Linked DNA regions of Mus musculus: region 2 is linked to region 1. A link is a contact called in public HiCAR-type data. All regions are on one chromosome and are shown on one strand. Each heading gives the region's core, a stretch centred on a gene start, on an enhancer-like site or on the middle of the called end of the contact. The rest is flanking DNA. Distances are from core to core; before and after follow the strand shown.

What was found. HiCAR-type assays count read pairs that join an accessible place to other places.
Region 2: a HiCAR-type map of fibro-adipogenic progenitors shows a contact between it and region 1, with 3 times the contacts expected there. The contact joins the promoter of Gabre here to the enhancer-like site in region 1. A contact is called at or near these places in 5 of 39 promoter capture datasets (the 3T3-L1 cell line, 3T3-L1-derived adipocytes, embryonic stem cells and 1 more), 1 of 484 Hi-C or Micro-C datasets (reprogramming fibroblasts), 1 of 115 datasets of contacts at active chromatin or transcription factors (fibro-adipogenic progenitors) and 1 of 9 other capture datasets (liver).

What each region holds. Positions count from the first base shown.
Region 1 is chrX:72,042,313-72,047,747 of GRCm38.p6, reverse strand. No RefSeq gene overlaps it. Among named protein-coding and RNA genes, the nearest start is that of Cnga2, 53 kb to the right of the region's middle. Within about 2 kb of position 3,442, at least 22 of the 459 cell types and tissues checked have an H3K27ac peak or open chromatin away from gene starts, as enhancers often do. A contact at or near this core is called in fibro-adipogenic progenitors, where this site is marked.
Region 2 is chrX:72,272,429-72,277,863 of GRCm38.p6, reverse strand. Gabre (gamma-aminobutyric acid (GABA) A receptor, subunit epsilon) reads left to right here and starts at 3,143. Exons shown (of 9, transcript NM_017369.2): 1 at 3,143-3,218. The coding sequence starts at 3,163.

The sequences.
Region 1 (5,435 bases), core at 2,193-4,692:
CTGTGTCAGTAAAATAATTGCTTTTCTTGTAAAACTCAGAGATTTCTATAAGGAATTCCTTGTTCCTTTCCTATACTACATTTCCTATGCTGCTCAATAAATACAGAGCAAAACCATTTGTTTGGGATAGGCATAGGTTTACACACACACATACACACACACACATACACACACATATATATCACATATATATATATATATATATATATATATATATATATATATATACACACACACACATGCATATATATATATATATATATATATATATATATATATGCATGTGTGTGTGTGTGTGTGTGTGCATTATTACATAGATACATATCATGGGCAGCAGGAACACACAGATCAGACACACAATACACAAATTGTACCCAGGCCGAGAATCATAGACCAGATGGAAGACACTGGAAGAGATGTGGGGAATTTGAAGTTGGGCTCACTCTTGGGCAGCAGTGGGAAAGTTTATATCCATTTTCCTACAAATGAGATAATTTCATTCTTCTTCTTTCTTGAAATGGGTTCTCCCTATGTAGCCCCAGCTAGCCTAGAATTTAGTATATAGATTAGGCTGGCCTTGAACTCACAGAGTTCTTCTTTATTTGTATTTGGAGCTGCATCCCTTGATGCTTCAGTGATGACCCTAAGCAAACTGAGGTCTGGGAAACAATGACTGGAGCCAAGTGCTGTTGGTGAAATCTACATGATACTCTCAGTAGCCTAGACCATGAGATATATAGTAAGCAAACCTTTTGGCAGGTACTCCAACTGCCATTAACTATCTTGAGCACCAGTCTAAGACTGAGACACCTCTACCATTGCCTTTTTGTGCCATTTTGACAGAATGGACACAAAACAAAGAACAGAATGGGTACAAAATTCTTACTGGTAAATTTATTAACTAGATAACAAGCTTATTTTCCACATAGCTTTGTTACCTACCTACTCTCACCTCCTTAAGCTCCATCTCCATACCTTATATAACCTCTTTCACTAAAAAGAAGTCCCTTGTCAGAAGATGATGAAGCCAGCATACTAGCTATCAAGCTTCTGAGCAGTCTTTTTTTTTTCCCAACAGACAAAGGCCACAGCCCGGCCACTATGTACAGCCACGAGGGAAGCTTTATTTCTTGGTCTCTTCTTCCTTGGACAGAGTCTTGATGATCTCTTCCTTCTTGGCCTGGAGGTGCTCCTCCTCCCTGCTCTTTAAGCGTTCTCTCTCTCTCTCTCTTTTCTCGAGACAGGGTTTCTCTGTGTAGCCCTGGCTGTCTTGGAACTCACTTTGTAGACCAGGCTGCCCTCAAACTCAGAAATCCACTACCTCTGCCTCCCGAGTGCTGGGATTAAAGGCGTGCGCCACCATCGCCACACCCAGCTCTTCTGAGCCTTTCTCATTGACATCATCTGTCTCTGGCTTCTTGAGCCTCACCTGTCTCTACAGCTTAACACACCAGTGAGTCTTTATTTTTCTTTCATTACTTTAGCACATATTCTCTCTTTCTCTCCCCCTCTCTTCCTCCCTCTCCCCTTCCTCCCTCTCTCTCTCATTTCTGTTGTTGTTGTTGTTGTTGTTATTTTTGTTTTGTTTTGTTGTTTTGTTTTGTTGTTTTGTTTTTTGTTTTTGTTTTTGTTTTTGCAGCAGTTTCATGACTTGGACACCTAAAACCTGAAACTGTATTTGCAAATTCCTCCCAGAAGCACCAACACTTTTTCTACTAGACATATATTTTTTAATTTTTAAAATTAGCATTGTATGTGATGAGTGCTTTGCCCACTTATATATTTGTGAAGCACATACACATGCAAATATGCAGGCATTTCCAGTGCCAATGGAGGTCAATAGAAAGCATTTGATCCTCCTGAACTGGAGTTACAAACAATTGTGAGCCTTCATGTGTGTACTGGGGAATGGAAGCCAGGTTCTTCGGAGGAGCAGCTAGTTCTCTTAATCATTACTCCATCCCTGAAGCCTCCAGTGTTTTTGCAAACTTGCCTTCAGTTGCTTAACTTTTAACAAGAACTGTTCTTGAAACATTTGGTGTGGCAATTTCACACATGCATCACTAGGAACCAAAGAAATTCTTCTGGGCTTCAGTAAGTGGAGAGAATGAGCAAAACAAACAAACAAACAAACAAAAAACAAAACAAAACACTGAGATTCCTCAGGTCTTGCTCTGGAATATGAAACTGCATCTGTGTTTTTGAAATAGAATATAATTAAAGGTTCCAGTTAACAGTTGTTTCTTGGATATCTACTCTGTACCAGACACTGTTCCCGTATTGTAATCACAGTTTTAAACAAGGTAAAGGTTTTTAAACTTGAAGATTTTGTAAGTGTATTGATTCAAAAGAAAAAAAGAAAGAGGCAACTATTAAGCAATAAAGGTACCAGCATCTGAGCTAAACGTTCTGACTCAAGAAATACCTTTAAGAGAAACCGTGACCTATTCTAACGTAGGGAATTCTCTCTTGCATCTGTAGTGTCTGAACTGAAACAAAAATAGGATGGATTGGTTGGATCTCATCCAAAACAATCAATATTCGAAAAAGCCTTTCAGGAAGAGACATCTGTGTTTGATGACCAGCAAGGGAATCAGTGAAGCCAGAACCTAGCAGAGTATGGAGAGAGATGCAGAAGATGCTGCCACAAGTCTATTGGGGAGTTGAGGGCCATTGAAAAGACTGTTATTTATTTATCATGATATGGGAAGTGACTGGAATGTTCTAAGTTGCATAAGTTATAAGATTTGTAAGATTCCACAGTATTCTGTGCCAAAATATGACTCAAAATATGACAAAGAGACACTTTAGGAGGCTGTGAGACACCTATGAGAAAGAGGTGGTGTTGGCTGAAACCAAAATGGTGGCAGGAAGAATGGGGAGTTTGGACAGTGGGCGTGGAGAAATAAAGGGAGTGGGCAAAAACCCGTGTCCCAACAGAGCTCCAGTGCTCAGGGCAGGCAGACACGGGAGGACTGCCTCATGCTTTCCACATGGCCCCTGGTGGGTGTCTGGCTGTGGGAAGTCAAAAAATACAAAGTGAGCACTAGGCATTGTGAATGCAGTTGTAAGTAGGGCAGATCCTTGTGTTTCTAGAACTGACAATGAAAGAAGGTGAAAACTTTGTTGCTGTTGTCCCATTAAGACTTATTGCTTCTGTCTCTCAACTGCATTGCAAGCTCAAGCTCCAGTTGAAGCCAGCTGTGATTCATTGCTGAACTCTTTCACCCAGGGCTTAGCATGAGAACTGGCAGCTAGAATATGCTGAGTAAATGTAATGAAATGAAGTGGTCTGGGCCATGATATAAAGCTTTGAGCTTTGAGCAGATGCACAATCAGCATCTTATCTAGCACCACTTTCTCAACCATGAAACCCTGAATAAGACAGAGGTTCAGCAATCAATGGGGCACATTCCATTCCTTTGACTTAAAATGGCTCATTTCACTCAATACTATCTTCCCTTGGAATGCTTTGGGAGATTCATGCAGCTGTTTCTTCATAGTTGGACACACCCAGACACCTCTACACCCTTGGACTCCAGCCCAGCCCGTGTTGTGTTGCCAGAGAAGTTGTGGTTCTGGTCTGAGGATTCTAATTTGGAAGCTACAGGGGCCCTCTGGCCCGGGCTTAATCACCACTACGTCAGTATAAGTTTACTTTTCTCATAGAAAGACTTAAGAGTAGTTAGGTTATACTTGAAAAACCTATACTCTACAAAATTGATATATACTACTTACCAAAGTTTTACATCAAGATTACATAAACAATTAAAATATACCTATAACTCCTAAGGGAACAGAAGCAGTTATTAAAGACTCCCCCCCCCAAAAAAAGAGAAAACTTCCAGGGTCAAAAGGTTTTAGCTCAGAATTCTGCCACACTTTTAAATGAGAACTAATTCCAGTACTCCTCAAATTATAACACAAAATAAAAACAGAAGGAACATTGACAAATTCATTTTATGAGACCATAGTCACCCTGACATCCAAACCACAAAAAGGCTCTTCAAAGAAAGATAATGACAAACCAATTTTCCTCATGAACAAAGATGCAAGATCCTCAATAAATTGCTGGCAAACTGAATCCAAGTACACATCAAGATCATCCACCATGATCAAGCAGGCTTCACCTGCAGATGCATGGGTTGTTGAATGTTATTCACCATATAAACCAAAAAGCACACATGATGATCTCATTAGGTGGCACAAAAGCCTTTGACAAAAATCCAATGCCCCTTCATGGTGAAAGAGATCAGGAATACAAGGAACATACCTAAGTATTACAAAGGCAATTTATAGTAGGCCTATAGCTAACATAACATTAAATGGAGAGAAACTCAAATCAATTTTACTAAAATCAGGAACAAGACAAGGTTGACCACTCTCTCCATATCTATCCAATATAGTACCTGAAGTTCTAGCTAAAGCAATACGACAACTAAAGTAGATCAAGGGAATTAAAAAGTTGAAAAAGAAGTCAAAGTATCATTTTCAGATGCTATGATAGAATACATAAGCAACCTCAAAATTCTATCAGGAAACTCCTACATCTAATAAATATATTCATTGAAGTGGTTGGATACAAGATTAACGAAAAAATCGGTAGTAATTTTAAAACATCATATAAGATATGCAAATGATAGGAGACTGAGAAAAACCAGGGTAATAGCAACTTTTACAGTAGTCTCAAGTACATAAAATATCTTGGGCTAACTAACAAAGCAAGTGAAATACCTGTATGATAAGAACTTCAAGTATTTGAAGAAAGAAATTGGAAATATCAGAAGATGAGATGATCTCTCTTGCTCATGGATCAGTAGGATTAACACAATTAACAACAAAAAAAGTTCCTCTTCAGGTTCCATATCTCCTTAAAACCTCTATACTGTTCATGGACTCTGGCACATCCTAGAGATGTTCCCCACCCTCCTTGTTCCTGATTTCTGTTCTCACCCCACTCCCTATATGATTTCTTGGCCCTTTCGCCCCACACCATCCTCTCTTCCATCCAGTTCCCTCCATTCATTTACCTCCAATGTCTGCTTTATTTCCCCTTCTGAGTGAGGTTCAGACATCCTCCCTTGGACCTTCCTTGTTGTTTGGTTTCATTGAGTCGGTGAATTGTAGTGTGGTTATCCTATACTTTATGGCTAATATCCACTTATAAGCCATCCTATTGCCAGGCAGGACTCCCACTGGAGGGATAAGGACAATCTAAAAAACTTTTGACCCAAAAGGTGTCCCGCCTACAAGATGTACAGGAACAAAGATGGGCAGAAACTGAGGGAATAGCCAACCAATGACTGCCCCAGCCTGAGATCTATCCCATGGACAAGAACAAATCTCTGAAACTATTAATGATATTCTGTTATGCTTGCAGACAGGATACTAGCATAACTGTCCTCTGAGAGGCTCCACCTGCCAGCCAAGGGAAA
Region 2 (5,435 bases), core at 1,894-4,393, 230 kb before region 1:
CCCCATTAAAAAATGGGGCTCAGAACTAAACAAAGAATTCTCACCTGAGCAATACCGAATGGCTGAGAAGCACCTGAAAAAATGTTCAGCACCCTTAATCATCAGGGAAATGCAAATCAAAACAACCCTGAGATTCCACCTCACACCAGTCAGAATGGCTAAGATCAAAAATTCAGGTGACAGCAGATGCTGGCAAGGATGTGGAGAAAGAGGAACACTCCTCCATTGTTGGTGGGATTGCAAGCTTGTACAACCACTCTGGAAATCAGTCTGGCGGTTCCTCAGAAAATTGGACATAGTACTACCGGAGGATCCAGCAATACCTCTTCTGGGCATATATCCAGAAGATGTCCCAACCGGTATGAAGGACACATGCTCCACTATGTTCATAGCAGTCTTATTTATAATAGCCAGAAGCTGGAAAGAACCCAGATGCCCCTCAACAGAGGAATGGATACAGAAAATGTGGTACATTTACACAATGGAGTACTACTCAGCTATTAAAAAAATGAATTTATGAAATTCCTAGGCAAATGGATGGACCTGGAGGGCATCATCCTGAGTGAGGTAACCCAATCACAAAGGAACTCAAACAATATGTACTCACTGATAAGTAGATATTAGCCCAAAACTTAGGATACCCAAGATATAAGATACAATTTGCCAAATACATGAAACTCTAGAAGAATGAAGACCAAAGTGTGGACACTGTGCCCCTTCTTAGAATTGGGAACAAAACACCCATGGAAGGAGTTACAGAGACAAAGTTTGGAGCCGTGACAAAAGAATGGACCATCTAGAGACTGCCATATCTAGGGATCCACCCCATAATCAGCTTCCAAACGCTGACACCATTGCATACACTAGCAAGATTTTGCTGAAAGGACCCAGATATAGCTGTCTCTTGAGAGACTATGCCGGGGCCTAGCAAACACAGAAGTGGATGCTCACAGTCAGCTATTGAATGGATCACAGGGCTCCCAATGGAGGAGCTAGAGAAAGTATCCAAGGAGCTAAAGGGATCTGCAACCCTATAGATGGAACAACATTATGAACTAACCAGTAACCCGGAGCTCTTGACTCTAGCTACATATGTATCAAAAGATGGCCTAGTCAGACATCACTGGAAAGAGAGGCCCATTGGACACACAAACTTTATATGCCCCAGTACAGGGGAACGCCAGGGCCAAAAAAATGGGAATGGGTGGGTAGGGAAGTGGGAGGGAGGGTATGGGGGACTTTTGGGATAGCATTGGAAATGTAATTGAGGAAAATACATAATAAATTAAAAAAAGGAAAAAAATTCTTCTTGTCGTGGTGACCCCCAACCATAACATTATTTGGTTGCTAATTCAGAACTGTAATGTTTGCTACTGCTATGAATCATAATGTGAATCTCTGTGTTTTCTGATGGTCTTAACCCCTGAAGGAGGTTCTGATCCATAGCTGCTTGGCTCAGTGGTACTCGGCCACACAAAGCTTTATGCAGGCCAGTAAGAAATACTTGTTGCGGGCTGGTGAGATGGCTCAGTGGCTAAGAGCACCCGACTGCTCTTCCGAAGGTCCAAATTTCAAATCCCAGCAACTACATGGTGGCTCACAACCACCCGTAATGAGATCTGATGCCCTCTTCTAGAGTGTCTGAAGACAGCTACAGTGTACTTACATATAATAAATAAATAAATAAATAAATAAATAAATAAATCTTTAAAAAAAAGATATACTTGTTGCCTTCTAACTTTCAGGCATGCAGTTGAGAGGCTGGGAGATGTGTGTGTGTGTGTGTGTGTGTGTGTGTGTGTGTGTGTGTGTGTGTGTGCATGAGAGAGAGAGAGAGAGAGAGAGAGAGAGAGAGAGAGAACCAAGCTTACTTCATTGATAAAGACCTGCTCACTATAAACAAGCTCAAAAAGCAATGCCTGCGAAAGTACACAGAGAGCAGCGCTCTGAACGTGACAAATCAGAGGGATGCAATAGAGAGGGTGCTGCTGCAGAGAGCTTATTAGATTAGTGAGCTCCAACAAAACCTCTCCACAGAGCCTTCAGGCCCACAGTGCTTTCTAGAGCAACAGGTAAAGGAGGCTATTGCTAGTGCTCAATGAGAGCTTGTCGTGCAAATATCTGAAGTCAATTAGAAGGCTCTATGCAAAATAAATAAATAAATAAATAAATAAATAAATAAATAAATAAATGTATTTCCAAGGATGCTGGAGATTCTTGGTATGCTACCCTCCCCCTAACAGGCTTTCTCATTTCTTCTTCTGCTATTCTCTGGAATATTCTCTAAGAAAAAAAATTGCCTGGCCTATTGTGGAGAGACATTTTCGAAAGCCTCTTCTGACACCCAGGCCCCAAGGCTGAACAGGAAAGAATGTTGAGTCAGTGTCCCTGTGGGATTGTCTTCCAGTGAATGCCTTTATCTGATCCTTTGCTAGTGACTGTTCCCTAGTCCCATGGAATTGGCCTGTACAATGGTTCAGACCAGAGGTTACTAGGGAAAACCCTTAAGGATCTCTTGTTTCCTGCACCAAGGGTGGTACTGAGTTTGTCTAGCTTCCTTAGATGTGTTCTGAAGGGCTGGAGGGTGTGGAGTGAGACCAGGAAAAAATCAGTGAGGCTAAGGGAAGATGTGGAGATTGATGGGGCTCAACAGGTTGTAAGGAAGAACACAAGGACCTCAAAGCTCATCAAGGGGTCTGGAAGGGGTCGCAGCAAAGTACCCGCAATGCCCACGCGCATGTCTTCTCCCTGCCAGTGGAGGCTCCCCAGGCCACAACCGCTACAGCGGTTTTTCCCCAAGCCCTGGGCCTCACGCTGCAGGCTCGCCTCCTCCTTACTCCTCCCGCCACCCCCCACCCCCCCCCACCCGCCCTGGCTGTCTGGCAGCGCCGCAGTGCTGGCGGCTGGGGGCCTTGGCGACAGGGCTCCCTCATCTCCACCCCCTGCCCGCCCTCCCTAGCCTCGCTCCTCGCTGCCGCAGCGATCACGTCGTCGGAGATTTCCATCGGGGCTCAGGGGGCGGGGCCAAGGTGCGGAGCGCGACTGGGGCGGGGCGAGTGGGAGGAGTGAAAGTTGGAGCCCAACAAAACCCTCCACCTCGCTCCGAACAGCCAGACCTGCGCTGCGACCTCTACACAGGTGGTCGTGCCAGGCACCGCCGAGATGTTGCCTAAAGTTCTCCTGATGCTTCTCAACATGTTCCTGGCCCTTCAGTGGAGGTGAGTCTCCATCCCGGGACCGGGGAGCCTTCTGTGCCCAGCAGGCTTCCGGGACCCCCAGGGTCCCTTGTGACCAACCAGGCCAGCCTGGTCCCTTGTCCCTTCGACGCATGCTACCCTCCTGTGGGCCCCCCTGTAGGACGGGCGTCCGGGGGCTGAAGACAGGGAGCCCGGGCAAGTCAGGTGGGACCATGTTCGGTCCATTGGCGTCGTGGACTCCGGCTGGCCCTCAAAGCCCTGGAGCGGTCGGCCAGGAAGCAAGAGCACCTGGTTCCCTATAGTAGACTGACGCAGGAAGAGGGGAAAGGGCGCGCAGAAACCGCTGGAGCTAGGCGCTTACAACTCAGGGGGTTGTGCTGGGGACTTTGGGAAGGTGGCTTCTGGGCTGGGGGTGGGGGGAGCTGAAGTGCCTCGAAATGTTTTAGTGTTTCTAATCGATTCACTCTTGCTCACATTTTTTTTTTCTTATTCGGAGCGCCTGCTAGTACCAGGCACGATGCCAGGCAACTCTGACTTTACTTGCTTCCCATCCCGTTGCTCGTTTTCCTTCCAGTCTCAGTCAGGAACCTGAGCCTTAGTTATCTAAGGGCTCCCACCCCACCTACCTCCCCTTCCCCTTCTCACCCCAAAGCACCCTGCTTGGTCTTAGGGACAGACCTGAATCAGAGGCCAGGAATGTTTTTCTTTTCTGAGGTCTGTGGTTTGTGGCCTGGATTTCTAGCCCCCTCCCTTTTTTTCTGATTTCTCTTGAGTAGCCAGCCTCCCTCCCTAAAACCCCTGAGCCCGGGCCTTTGTATAAAGGGTGTCCCTAGGACTTCTTGGCATTTAGGGTGGAAGATGGTTGTTTTGTGCCTGTGTTTTAATTGGAAGCTGTTTCTTGTGGGGTGTGAGCTGTCACAAGTTTTTAAGCTTCCTGATCTGTCGAGGTTTCTAGAAGTCTCCATGGCATTGGGCTTGTGTCTTTTCATTTGTTTGTTTTGAGAAGGGGCAATGTGTCTTCTCAACCCAGGTTACATAGCTTCTCAGGGAGGATGTGGATACCCGGTGGCTTTCTGGTACCCTAAGGTGAGGCTGGCCTCAGAAGGGTCTTGGTAAATGTTTCTAAATGTGTACTAAGAATTTCTTGCTATTCATGTCCATTTAGATGGTATTTTTTTCTGGGACAAAAGATGGCCGAGGATAAAGGAGGGGGCGTGAAGAAGAAGGGAGGGCTATAAGAGGGAAAAACAGCCCATCCGGCCAGAGTGGGGGGGGGGGGCATGAAACTGACGTGCTCACACTGTCAGCATGGCAACCTGTGATGTCAGGAAAGGGGAGGCGGCAGTGGAGTGTGTTGGGCCAAACTTCAATTTGGTTCATGCTCAGCTTCAAATCAGGTGTATGATTTTGAGCATAGCCCTTTCCTCATATGGGCTCATATTGTTTGTCCATCAATAAATTTTAAAGGCCAGCATATTGAGAAAGAAAGCCAGGGTCTTCCTCAAGTTCTTTTGCTTCCCTCTTTAGCTAGATTTGGAAGGTGGTAGTGCAGAGCTTCAGTCTCATCCAGAATTATCACATCTGGAAGACTGTGGGTGTCTGAAAAGCTTCCCTGGAAAATCTAGCCTTGAAAAAGAGCTTGGTGGCTTTTTGATGATGTGTATGTATATCCAGGAGCTTCTTAACCCCAAAGGTCTCAGGGTGTGGCTATTTGTTTGTTTACACTAGCAAAATCAAATCTAAGAATCAAAGCAACCTCCACTCCCCCCAGATCCTTTTCCTTGTAGGCCTAGTAGAGGATCTCTGGTCCCTTGGGGTGTTGGCCTGGGGGATTAGCCTCTAGATGCCTAGGAGATCTGAAAAACCTTAGGAAAGAACACATCATCTAAATATGACATTTGAAGATAGAAATGCTTTTCCCAATCCTAGTCTTTGCTTAGCCCAGTATGGGAATTAGCCATTTCAGAAATGAGAAATGGCAACAGCTTAGCCTATCTATATGGCAATTATACTATTCTAAAAGCTCAGAACACTGCAGAAAAACAAAAACAAAACAACAAGAAAAAACCCCAACAATTTGATGCCCAATTGCCAGTCCCCTGGTCTGCACCACAGGAACCTGCTCACCTTAGGCTGCTGCTCTTATTTTAGGGATTAAGTTGCCTGGTGGCTTTAAAGTACCATTTTAAAAGTGTAATACACAAATATGAAGGTATAGCAATCATAAATGAACAACAG